Regions from separate parts of the Mus musculus genome. Here region 1 is linked to region 2. The links are chromatin contacts, called in public promoter capture Hi-C maps. All regions are on one chromosome and are shown on one strand. Each heading gives the region's core, a stretch centred on a gene start, on an enhancer-like site or on the middle of the called end of the contact. The rest is flanking DNA. Distances are from core to core; before and after follow the strand shown.

What was found. Promoter capture Hi-C pulls out the DNA fragments that hold promoters and counts their contacts.
Region 1: a contact with region 2 is called in a promoter capture Hi-C map of hippocampal neurons, with 4 times the contacts expected there. The contact joins two enhancer-like sites. A contact is called at or near these places in 2 of 39 promoter capture datasets (hippocampal neurons and stem cell-derived epiblast-like cells), 1 of 15 datasets of contacts at CTCF or cohesin (the NIH/3T3 cell line), 5 of 484 Hi-C or Micro-C datasets (differentiating spermatogonia, embryonic stem cells and nephron progenitors) and 3 of 115 datasets of contacts at active chromatin or transcription factors (embryonic stem cells and forebrain).

Annotation. Positions count from the first base shown.
Region 1 is chr12:105,930,421-105,936,834 of GRCm38.p6, forward strand. No RefSeq gene overlaps it. Among named protein-coding and RNA genes, the nearest start is that of Gm32370, 27 kb to the left of the region's middle. Within about 2 kb of position 5,156, at least 21 of the 459 cell types and tissues checked have an H3K27ac peak or open chromatin away from gene starts, as enhancers often do. A contact at or near this core is called in hippocampal neurons, where this site is marked.
Region 2 is chr12:105,859,036-105,865,306 of GRCm38.p6, forward strand. No RefSeq gene overlaps it. Among named protein-coding and RNA genes, the nearest start is that of Gm19554, 37 kb to the right of the region's middle. Within about 2 kb of position 3,241, at least 24 of the 459 cell types and tissues checked have an H3K27ac peak or open chromatin away from gene starts, as enhancers often do. A contact at or near this core is called in hippocampal neurons, where this site is marked.

The DNA.
Region 1 (6,414 bases), core at 3,906-6,405, 73 kb after region 2:
GACAAAGCCTAGAGTCACCTGGGAAGTGAGTCCCAACAAGGGATTGTCTGGGTAGAACTGCCCCGTGGGTGTGTCCATGTGGGATCACTGGGATTATATTAATGGATGTGTGAAGAGCTGCCCATGATGGGCAGTAGCATTCCCTAGGTTTGGGCTCTGGATGTCCAACGTAGGAGAGGGCTGAGTAGGAGTAAGCGTGACTGCGTTCATATGCCTTGACTGTGGCTGCTTCAAGCTCCTGCCTCGACTTCCCTGCAATTAGACTGTAAACAAAATAAGCTCCTTTCACCTTAAAGTTAGTTCTGCCGGGATATTTTATCACATCAAAAGAAAAAAAATGGGACACAACAGGAACTCAGGATGGAACGGGTGTTGCATATACCAGATGTGTGACTGGTACAGAATCACTGGTGGGTCTTCCACACGAGAACATTTCTCCCTTTGGCCCATTTCCAGGAAGTGGCACCCTCCCACCTACCATGCCGACCGACACAATGCTAGGGAGCTGGCTGCTCTGTCCTAGTCTCTGTTGGAAGGGTTGAACTGGGAGCTTTCTCCTTCCAGGGCAAACCAATCTGAGAGCATCCTAGTCTAGGGTCAGTGTATGTTCATCAGGGTTTGTCTTCCTCTGTCAGTGGCTCCCCCAAACCACCTGTCTCAGTGGCGTCTCTATTGCTGGGATAAAATACCATGACCAAAAATCAACTGGGGAGGAAAGGGTTAATCCCACTTCCCCCAAAGGAAGTCAAGGTAGAAGCTCAAACAGGGCAGGAACCTGGAGGCAGGGACTCAAGCAGAGGCCATGGAGGGGTCACTGGTTTGCTTGCTCATGGCTTGCTCAGCCTGCTCTCTTGGAGACCCCAGGACCACCAACCATGGGATGGCCCCACCCACAATGGACTGGGCCCTCCCCCATTGATCACTAGTTGAGAAAATGCCTTACAGCTGGATCTCATGGAGGCCACCTTCCTCTCTGATGACTCTAGCGTGTGTCAAGGTGACAGGACTGAGATGGAATGTACTCACTTGTTTTAAATTCCGTTTTCTTTTGTAGTAAGAGTTAGATGTGCCGGGTGGCGGTGACTCGCATCTTTACTCCCAACACTCAGGAGGCAGAGGCAGGCGGATCTCTGAGTTCAAGGCCAGGCTTGTCTATAGGGTAAGTTCCAGGACAGCCAGGACTACACAGAAAAACCTTGTCTCAAAAAGCCTAATAATAATGATGATGATGATGATGATGATGATGATGATAATAATAATAATAATAATAATAATGTTATATGTATAACTAAATAAGGTTTTTTTCCCTTGTAAAGGACAACCTAAAACAGAAAAAAACTAGTTATACAATTATACCAGCATTCACCACACTTCTTCACGTCCTACGTGTGTAGTTTTCTGGCCTCTGTGCATTCTAAGTAAACTAACTAAGTAGGACATGTTCACTTTTTAGAAGACTCAGCCCTATGTTTGGGGGGGAGGCGGGATGCATAGACTTGCTGATATAGACAGGATGGCCTTAAATCTGGGATCCTCCTGCCTCAGCATCCTGGAGATGCTGCTGGGATTACAAGTGCATTCACCTGGCTTGGCCCCAGTTTTGAATAAGATGTGTTACCCCAGGAGTGATGGCAAGGTAACCCTGCCTGTCACTAACCGGTCAAGATGGTCTTGAGAACACCATAGCCTCTTGCTGGGCCTCAGTTTCCCCAGGCATGTGGCTGAATGATAACCTGGAGATTCGACCCACCACACAGGAATCGGTGCAGTTGCTGGCGTTGATTGGCTACGCAAACATCCACTGGGAAGTCTCTGGGTCAGCTTTGATGTTTACCTGCCCCACAGAGCCGGCATCTGCCTGCTGGGGAGAAGCCTTTGTGTGCAGATTCTTGGAGGATAATAAGTCCTTTTCTTACCCAGCGGCACATTAGGGTAAGATGACTATAATTTCTTGTCTGCAAGGACAGGCGGCTTCAAAAGCAAAATCCCTCCTCGCAGGGGCATAGGAGGGACGACGACAACGACAACAACAACAAAAAACTCGCTCGAAATTAGAGGGAAGAAAGGACGGCTTGGGCAGAGCTATTTTGGATATTTTCTGTGATCCGGATTGTTTAGGAAATAGGAAATGTGCATTGTCTGCTTCAAAAACCCATCAGGAAATTATGAAAACCCTGAATTCCTGTATAATCAATCATCTAAAATGTACAAATTACACACGCCGTGAATGGGAATAAACCTATTACAAGGGGCTCATTCGAAATGAACTAAAAGTTTAGACCCTCTTTGTTGGGGCGCTAAGTAGGGCTTTGAAAGCGAAATCCCTTAAATAGACACTGCTATATTATCGTAGGGGGAGGAAACTGTCAACAGACGGTTGGGTGTTTGCTTTTCATTTGTATTGATTAAGCAATGCGGCACTCGCGTTAGAAATCCCTTAGTCTGACTCTCCAGATCGTCCGACAATTATTACCGCTTTTGTGTGCTTTGTTCTAGCACGCGCCCGTGACCACACATCCTACAGTGCTCTAAGCGCAACATAAATGCTATCTGTGTCATGCCTTGCTTTTTTTCCCAGTCACTCATCATAAATTCTTCCCAGCGGCGAGGCTCTTTATTATTGTAATTGTTCAAAGCTGCGTAATATTCCCATCGGCAGAAAGATGACAGCCCAGGTAGCCATTCCACTAGAAGCAGACATCTGACTTTCTCTCCTGGGTTTATATCTGTGCTCACCAAGCTTTGGAGATTTGTTGTCTTCTCGCTGCCACTGTTTTTATTGTAATCCATGCTAACCTCAAACTCACAACCCTCCTGCCTCGGCCTCCAGAGTACTGGAGGGACAGTGCACACCAGCACACTCAGCTGACATGTCCTTGGCTCCTGATTTAGTTCCAGGAGTTGGGCTTACTGAGTCAAAGGCTGTGTGTGTGTGTATGTGTGTCTGTGTATCTGTGTGTGTGTGCATGTATGTGTGTCTATGTGTGTGTGTGTATGTATGTATGTGTATGTAGGGGGTGTTTATCTATGCATATTTTGTTGTTGTTGTTGTTTGTTTTTAGAGACAGTGTTTCTTTGTAGCCCTGGCTGTCCTGGAGCTCACTCTGTAGACCAGGATAGCTTTGAACTCAGAGATCCTCCTGCTTCTGCCTCCAGAGTGCTGGGACTGAAGGCAGGCACCACCATGCCCGACACTGGGCCCTCACTAACCCTGGAGCATGCTTTCCCAGCTAGGCTGGCTGGACGGTGTCAGGATGAGCCTGTCTCCACCCTCAGTGCTGGATTTACTGGTGTGTGTTGCCAGTCCCTGCTTTGTCCACGGTCTCTGGGGACCTGAGCTTGGGTGGCCATATTTATGTGGTGAGAATATCATGGACAGAGCCACTTCCCTAGCCCTCAAGGCCTTCTATGAAGGCTGTGCCTTTTGCCATTGGGGAATAGACATTAAGAAGGCTTGGGTTTTCTGCACCAGCATCAAATAGGACTATTAAAATATTTTCCTATAATTCACTAGAGTAGCAGGTGTCTCACCTGTGTTGCACAACGAGGGGCTTGGCCACCTGTGTCTACTTTGTTGGGTGGGATTTTTACACACTCTTCCTCTAAGCTGTCTTTCATTCACCACTGGGTGCCCCCCTTTTGTGCTGGCCAGGGAAGGAGCTAGAACCTAGTGGGTCTGCCCACTCCCAAGCATCCTGCCTCCTGGCCACTCACAAATGAGAGAGAAGTTCCCCAGGGGAAGGCCGCTGTGCCCTCGGAGCCTGTCTGCCCTAAAGGCCTCTAGAGCCTCCTAGAGCCTCTGAGCTGGTTTTCTGGGGGGATTCCAGGCCCTGAATTGAGTTCCCCACAGCCCTACGGGTTGGTCCCCTGAGCACTGTGGGTGGAGGAGGGGAGAGAGGGCCAGAGCAGAACAGGGGCGGGTCTGTCTGTGTTCAGGCTGGCCATGGTTGCTGACTTTAACTAACCAAGCCTTTGTCCCTTGTTTGGGATGCATCTCCCTCGAAAGTGAGCACCCAGATCTGTGTGCCTGCACCCTGGGTCTCCACAAACACCTAACACAACCACACAGTCTCCCGAAGCAACTTGGCCCATGATCCTTGGTACTGGCTGCTGTTGTGTGTCAACTTGACACACGCTGGAGTTATCACAGAGAAAGGAGCCTCCCTTGAGGAAATGCCTCTATGAGATCCAGCTATAAGGCATTTTCTCAATTAGTGATCAAGGGTGAGAAGGGCCATTGTGGGTGGTGTCATCCCTGGGCTGGTAGTCCTGGGTTCTATAAGAAAGCAAGCTGAGCAAGCCAGGGGAAGCAAGCCAGTAAGAAACATCCCTCTATGGCCTCTGCATCAGCTCCTGCCTCCAAGTTCCTGCCCTATGTGAGTTTCTGCCCTGACTTCCTTTGGTGAGGAACAGCAATGTGGAAGTGTAAGCTGAATAAACCCTTTCCTCCCCAACTTGCTTCTTGGTCATGATGTTTGTGCAGGAATAGAAACCCTAACTAAGACAACCTTCCTGCTCCAAACCCCTCCCAGCCTCTCTTGTTCTTCCCTTGGCTCCTATGAGAACCCCTGAGCCCATGTCACCCATGATCTGCTGGAGGTGACAGAATATTTGGGTCAAATCCCAGCCCCAACATTCACTGACAGGTGCCTGGTGGTCCCTCTTGCCATACCCCTTTCCCTCACCTCTGTGGAGGAAAGGAAAATGGCTGCTTTGGTTGAAAGAGAGCACAGTAGGTCAGATGTCAGCTCCATACAGGTTGTCACTCCCTATCTGTCCCTTCTTACAACTGGGACTACCTAGTGGAGAAAGTGGACCACATCATCACAACATCAGCCACAGCCCGATGAGCAATTGGGGACCCTGGAGAACAACCCGGGCGAAGATGGAAATCCCTGTTCAGATGCCAAGAGAGGAGACAGAGAGAGAGAGCCCTTTGCATTTTAGAGAAGACTAGAAGAGAAGCCACCTCCCTTCAGCCAAGAGGAAAACCAACCCAGCGCCTCTCAGTTTACCCGAAACCTTTCCCTATTTTCAGTTTCGATTGGATGTGTCAGAAGCTGACATTTTTGCAAGCACCGAGAACCCGGCGTCACTTTGAAAACTTGCAAGTGGAGAGGCATCACGAGGTAGCCAAGACTCGCTCTGCGCGCAGATGGCCATGATTAGGTGCCAGTTCGCCAGTTCGCAGAGAAGCTTGGAATCTGCAGAGGCGGAGGGCAGCTGGCTGCGAGGCTGCAGGCAGTCGTGGGGGGGGGGGGGGGGGGGGATGAACTGTACGGCGGGAGGACACGCCCCCCGGCCCAGGCCACACCCCTCGGGGGCGCAGGTGACTGGCCACGGAAGAGAAGCAACCTGAGCCTGGGAAGCATCTCATCTGTCCTTGGCTCCTGAAGGGGCTGTGGTTTTGTGTGGTCCCAGCCCGTTCTTGCCAACCGCCTAGCTGTGTATCTAGGACAAGCATCACATCTCTGGTCCGTTTTCTCATTGGGAGACAAAGAAAGAAGTATGGGCCCAAGGAAGCAAGAACCCTACCTCTTAGGGTTTCTCCGTGGAGCAAGGTGATCTTATCGGAAGAAGCCCTTAAAAAGACAAAGAGTTGTTCCTGAATTCCCTGCATTCCGTGGTGCAGAAGCACCCGGAGAGAACAAGGACTTGTCCCAATTGACGACAGAACAGAGTAAACCTCTGTTCAACTATCCTGGGGGTGAACTCATCTGAGACCTGGAGCTCAAAGATCAGCACAGACCAGCTCCTTAAATACGGGTGGGGGCTGGGACCCGACATGGCCAGGCTCAGAGAGAAGAAGGTATGATTCCATGTGGCCTAAACAGAGCGGGTGTCAGGGCAGAAGGTATGCTCAGTCTAAATGGGCTTATAGCAGGAGGCGGGAGAGGACCCCAGACTGGAAAGGGGTGGCAGGAGACCCTTCAACACTGAGAGAATGTGAGGGCAGATAGTACTGTTGGTCTGCGATGCTGTGTATCTCCTGCTGGGATACAGGTGTCTTTCTGTTTGCAACCGGGAGGCCTGAGTGTAGAGGGGTGTGCTATTCCTATGTAGGTTTTTCTAAGGCAACCTGACCCCTGAAGGGGGCCTACCTCTCCTCAGATGTGAAATAATGAAAGACTCAGTCGCCCCTGCTACTCCCGATCTTGTGTCTTCAGGCAAGTCACCTGCCCTCTCTGTGCCTTCTGAGACAGTTACTTCACACTGCTGCTTCTTGTGTTGGGTGAACATCAGTGAAAGGGGAGGTGACACCCCAAGGGTGGCCCCTACAACAGAGGAAACACCTAGATCATTTTTATCTGATCTGAACTCCGTGATTACTCCTGCCCTCAATGAAAGCAAACATCACACTGAGCCTCGAGAAAAGAGGACTGTTGGCCAATCAGAAGTTCAGGAGAAGCTCTG
Region 2 (6,271 bases), core at 1,991-4,490:
TTCCCACCTCACTGCAATCAATGCAATACTCCCACAGCGTGCTCAGAGGCCCATCTCCCAGGCGATTCTAGATTCTGACAGTCACCTCAACCATCATATCCGCAAATCTAGCTCCTTTGACACACTCGGAGTCAGGTTTCTGTTGGGACTGCAGATCCTGACCAGAATGCCCCTGTCACAGACTGCTCTTCCAAACCAGGATCCTGTGGTCACTAACACTGCCCCCATCCTCCACAGCCAAGGCCTCTGATGCACTGGACCTGTTCCTAGGGCTGTCCCTGGTTCAAGGGTTCAACCTCCCATCCCTGCCTTTACTGTGCGTAGCTCTGGAGCCCGCCCGGAAGCCGGGTGGCTTGTGGCTTCTGAACAACCCCATTTCCAGGGGCTGCTTGAGAATCATAGGCCTAGGGACTGGAGACCCCCTCCCTATGTCTCTTCTTCAAGAATGGTTTGTTTTAATTTTAATTTTTATTTGTGTGTATATGTCTGTGTACGTATGCCACATATATGGGGGTGCCTGTGGAGGCCAGAGGAGGGCACGACTTCTGGAGTCCGAGTTATAAAAAGTTGTGAGCAACTTGATGTGGGTGCTGGGAACTACTGAGCCATCTCTCCAGTTTCTCAGGAGTCAGTCTTTGCTGATGAAGGTCAAAGCCAGGAGGGTGAGGCGCCGGTTATAAGCATTAGTGAGAAGAGTTAGTCTGACTCAATGAGAGGACTTGGAGGTGTCCTCTACACTCTGGACTCTGCCCATCTCTAAGGAGGAAGAGAGAAGGGACAGGGAGCAGGGGCTGCAGGGCACCAGCCGGCCATGTCCAGCTAACTGGACCACAGTTACACTGGAGTTCATGGCCAGGTAGGAAAACCCAGGCCATGCTGTTTCAGGAGCTGCACCTCTGCCTTTCTTCTTCTTCCTTAAACAACTTTTATGTTTTATTTACTTTGCGAGCGTGTGCAGGCATGCGGACCAGACTAGGGTACGTGTGGTCATTCACGGGGATGCCAGAGGACCGCTCATGTCAGCTCTGTCCTTCCAGCACGCGGGTGGGGTGGCAACTACCTGCACCCTGCAGCCCACCTCAGCTCTTTTGGAAGAGTGACATCTGACCCCTCCTCCTCCACAGCCACAGGTTGGAGGTGGGCCCTTCTACTTGCCTCCCCACCCCAACCCCCTGCTGCTGGGGTCTCATTCCCTACATTCCCCAGAAAGCCATTTCTTCTGATTGCATTTTCCCAGGTGCAGCAGTGGGACATCCTAAGGACACATGATATGTGACTGTTGTCGTGTGACTGTTGTCCTGTGACTGTTATCGTGGAAAGTTTACTGAAAGGAGACATACACTCTGGTAGAGAACCTGAGTTCAAGTTCCCAGCACCCATATTGGACTTCTCCCAACTGCCTGTACCTCCAATTCCAGGGGCTCTGGTGGCCTCTTCTGACCTCTGCACACACATGGGCACACTCCAACACACGCACACATACACACACACAAACACACACACACACACATGATAAATCTCTTTTTTAAAAAAAAATGATGGTTAAAGAAAGTGCAAGATGAAGGTGTCCTAGTTTCTTTCCCTGCTTCTGCGATAAAGAATCCAACAAAAAACGACCTGAGGGAGGAGGGGTTTATCCTGGCTCACAGTTCAAGGATGCCGTCCGTCTGTCACAGCCAGGAAGTCAAAGGAGCAGGAACTTGAAAGAGCCACAGCCAGGAACAGGGAAGGATGAATGCCTGCTGGTATTGTGCTCCCCTTTCCCCACACAGCCCAGGGAATGGCACCGCCCACAGTGGTCAGCCTCATCCTCAATACCCCCAAGGTAATTACCCCCAGGTTTGCCTAGAGGCCTGTCTGCCAGGTGATCCTAAATTCTGTCAAGTTGACAAATTAATACTAACTATAACAGAAAGCCCACGAGGTTACACACGCAGATGGTTTGTTGGTATCAATACACTTCTATGAAACCACCCCAACAGCTAAAAATGAACTAAAGGGACATCTGTAAACACTTCACATGTTGCAAGCAAGCAGTGAGCAGCGTGTTCATACCCACACTTGGGAATGTCCAACACAGTTCAGCCAGACCCTTGGACAGCTGCTGCGCCACATACCCTGGGGTGGTGTCCCCACAGTAAGCATCCTGGAGATACGTGGACCACAGCCAGCCAAGGATACTGAAGACAGGACAGGAAGAGTGTGGGTCACTCTTCCTGTGGATCGTGGGGCTGGGGGTGAGTGGTCTTGGGGTCAGAGCATCAGGCAATATCCAAACTCAAAGCTACAAGCAAGCTTTCTTTCTCCTGCAGGGGCCAGAATCATTTTGCACCAGGACAGAGTAGAAAAGGTTGCAAACTGGTCCGTGGTGGTGGGTGCCTGTACTGGCCCATAGTGGAGGGTACTTGTATGGTCAGTTCCAGGTTCCACCTCCTGGACCCATTGGTGTCTATCCTGAGCAGGCTGATTGCCTAAGAAGCCCGTGGCCCAGAGTGTGAATTGCACATACTTCACTTGTGGACTGGAACCTTCTCTGTCTCTGTCTCGCTGTGGATTGAGACTGCTTTCCCATTGTGTGAACAGTATAAACGGTAGCAATAAAAATGGTCTTCCCGCCTTCCCATTTACAGCCCTCTCTTTGTGGGCCCTCCATCCCCAACACGGTCCCTTTTTGACTGGAACATGTCGTCTTGAATCTCACTATGGCAAGGCTCCTCCTAGTCGCAACCGATCCATCTCGAGCTTCAATGCCGATGAATAGGACGGGGGAATGTGGATCCTTGGAGCACAGACAACCTGGAGCATCGTCTTACAAAACTATCATCAGCCAGTCCTGCTTTGGGCCTCTCAAGAGGCCCTGGCTTCGAGGTGGGGAGCCTGGGAGGTGCCAGCTTCCTGCAGGACTTCATTGATCTGCGGGTTAGGTGGTCACCTGCCAACTCTGGGCCCAGGCAGGGTCTTTGTGTTTGTGCCCCTTCTGAAGCCCTCTCCGAGAACACAGATCCAGGAAGGTCGGAGGGTAGAGGAAGGGTTCCAGAAACACAGCGCCTGTGCCCAGGCCCTTGCAAATTCAAGTCCATCTCCTAGAAGCTCTCTATGTGGCCTCTGCTGTGGGACTCAGAGGCTGCCTGGTCATTTGCTCCAGGCTGTGGTCTGCCAGGTCCAAGTGCGTATGCCCAGCTCCTGGTGAGGCCAGCTCCCAGGCTGCTTCAACCTCTGAGTGCCAACTGTCCGCCCCCACAGTCTTCCCTTCTGTCTTCCCCCTAGTTCCTCCCCCTCTCTCCTCCCACTGCATGTCTCCTGCCCTCCTTTCTACCGAGGACTCTTCTTTCTCCTCCATCCTTCCCCCTTTTTCTCTTAGCCTTCCCCAGGGTAACTGGGCTTTGAATGCTTCTTCTTCTGAAGGTATTTCTTAGCGACCGTCCACTCCCAGGCTAACAAAGACCCCCTCATGCTCACTCAGCCCATCTGCCAGAATCACATAGCACCCCCTCCGCCCAGCACCCCCACCCCGACCTAAACAGAACCCCCTCCAAAACTTGTGAAGGGCCCCCATGCTCACACAGGCCCGCTGAGACATTCTGGTGCTGAGGAGCCATCCAGTCGCCTGGAAAGGGCTGACAGCAGACACAGCCCTGGTCGGCAGAGCAGGTCCCCGGCCAGCTGGTGCGGATGGGCCCGCGCCAGGCCATTATTGCCTGGTGCAGAGGTCGAGAGCCGCAGAGCGGCCGAGGCGCTAATGAAACACAAATGGGACATCTGTGTTCCGGAGTTTAGCAAACCACGGAAAGCCAACTTTGCCAAGAGTTTATGTACTGTCGCGCGCAGAACACACCTCCAGCCGGGCTTCAGAGAGCACCAGAGACCAGTCTCCGTTCCCCGCTCCCGCCCTCTCCGCACTGTTTAGGGTCAGCTTCCCTTATGAATCGAGGTGTAGACATGGGGTCTACATGAGCTCCCCAGACTGGGTACATCAAGAGAAGACGTGTGTGTGTGTGTGTGTGTGTGTGTGTGTGTGTGTGTGTGTGTGTGCGTGCATGTGTGTGCGTGCATGTGCAAGTGCCCAGAGGCCTCCATCTCTCCCCACATTTGTCCTAGTTACCTAAGGACCTTGATGTCCTTTCCCATCCCCAGCCGGAGCATAGGGCTGTGGAAGGTGGAGTCCCCTCATTGGTGGGCTTGTCAGAGATGATAGGCAGTGAATCCAGGAAGTCTGGGTTTTCTTGGGCTGCTGATCTTGGTTGGGACACACTTAGCAGCCATATCACCTCCTGGACTGACTTAGCAGGCATGTCACACAAGTGTGACACAGGTACACACACACAGGGTGGATCCCCTCCCTGGGGCATCCTCTGACATCCTCAGATCCATCTTCATCCAGCTACCAGGGCTCCTGGAGGGTTGCGGTTGCAACACGGATAAAGACAGAAGCAGGTTGGTGACTGGGCTGCCGCTCACCATCATGCCCTCAGGTTCCCATGGGCCCGAATAGGGGTCCTTGGCCTCTTCTGCCCCAGAGCCTGGTTCTGAGGAAGAGGGTCCTAGCTTCATACAGCCAGGCCGGAACTCTGCTCAAAAGTGCCCGGTCGGCAGAATGCCGGCGGGGAAAAGGCTTTCCTGAGCTATTTCAGGCCTACTGGCCTGAGCATGGAGTGCTCGCTGAAGCAGAGAGCTGTCTGATGACTCAGTTTTATGTATTTTAGTTTCCAAACAAAAACAGTTTCTGCATATTTCCTGCAGATGGGGGTTATATTTAATAATCTCTGTGTAAGAAGGTTGGACGCATAGGATTGGAAGTATGAGGGGAGCAGAGAATACAGGCAGCAGGGGCCCAGAGGCTTCAGGGCTTGGCCTGTGCTTAGAATGCAGGTAGGCGCAGGCTCTAGCCTGAGAACTATGGGAAGAGGCGCACAGCGGCACAGGGTGTGAGCGACTTGAGAGGTGGCTGAACGCAGTTGGTGCAGCACCGGTTTCCCAAGGTAAATAATAGAGGGAGAGGGCAGGACCCTTGGATAAAGTGATCCTCCTTCCTCTGCCTTCCTTCTGTCCTTTACACGCCAGCACCAGTCACAAGTAGGCCAGGTCAAGAATAGTGCTGTGTTTCCACTATGATTCCCAATATGATGGTTTGTATATGTTTGGCCCAGGGAGTGGCACTATTAGAGGGTGTGGCTTTGTTAGAGTAGGTGTGGCCTTGGAGACACTCATCCTAGTTGCCTGGAAGCCAGTCTTCTGCTAGCAGCCTTCAGGTGAAGATGGCGAACTCTCAGCTCCTGCTGCACCATGCCTGCCTGGATGCTGCCATGTTCCCGCCTTAATGATAATGGACTGAACCTCTGAACCTGTAAGTCAGCCCCAACTAAATGTTGTCCTTGTAAGAGTTGCCTTGGGCTGGGTATGGTGGGGCACGCCTTTAATCCCAGCACTCTGGAGGCAGAGGCAGGCGGTTTTCTGAGTTTGAGGCCAGCCTGGTCTACAAAGTGAGTTCCAGGACAGCCAGGGCTATACAGAGAAACCCTGTCTCAGAGAAAAAAAAAAAAAAAAAGAGTTGCCTTGGTCATGGTGTCTGCTCACAGCAGTAAACCCTGACTAAGCCACCAAAGAAGACAATCAGAATTTGAGCTGACATAGTAGGATGTCAACAACACGGCAAGCACAGGCTCCGTCCGGTCCCAGCTGGTTCTGGTTCTGGCTGTGGACAGATCCACCTTTTGGAGTCTCACAGAGGTTTTCAAGGCTAGAATGATAAGTGTGTGAAATAGCAGGCACAATGTTCGCACAGTAGGTGCTTTGTGAATGCCTTCCCCTCAAGTGTGTTTGGTTTTCTAGGTGACTGTATGGGCTGGTGTTGTGTGTCAACTGTGACACAAGCTGGAGTTGTCACAGAAAGGAGCCTCCCTTGAGGAAATGCCTCCATGAGATCCAGCTGTAAGGCATTTACATTGTGGGTGGTGCCATCCCTGGGCTGGTAGTCTTGGATTCTATAAGAAAGCAAGCTGAGCAAGCCAGGGGAAGCAAGCCAGTAAGAAACATCCCTCCGCCGGGCGTGGTGGGGCACGCCTTTAATCCCAGTACTTGGGAGGCAGAGGCAGGCGGATTTCTGAGTTTGAGGCCAGCCTGGTCTACAGAGTGAGTTCCAGGACAGTCAGGGCTACACAGGGAAACCCTGTCTTGAAAAATCAAAAAAAAAAAAAAAAGTCATTGTGTGGGAATCATTTGTTACACACCACCAGTACAAACTGACTGATACAAAGACAGACCAGATCTGAGC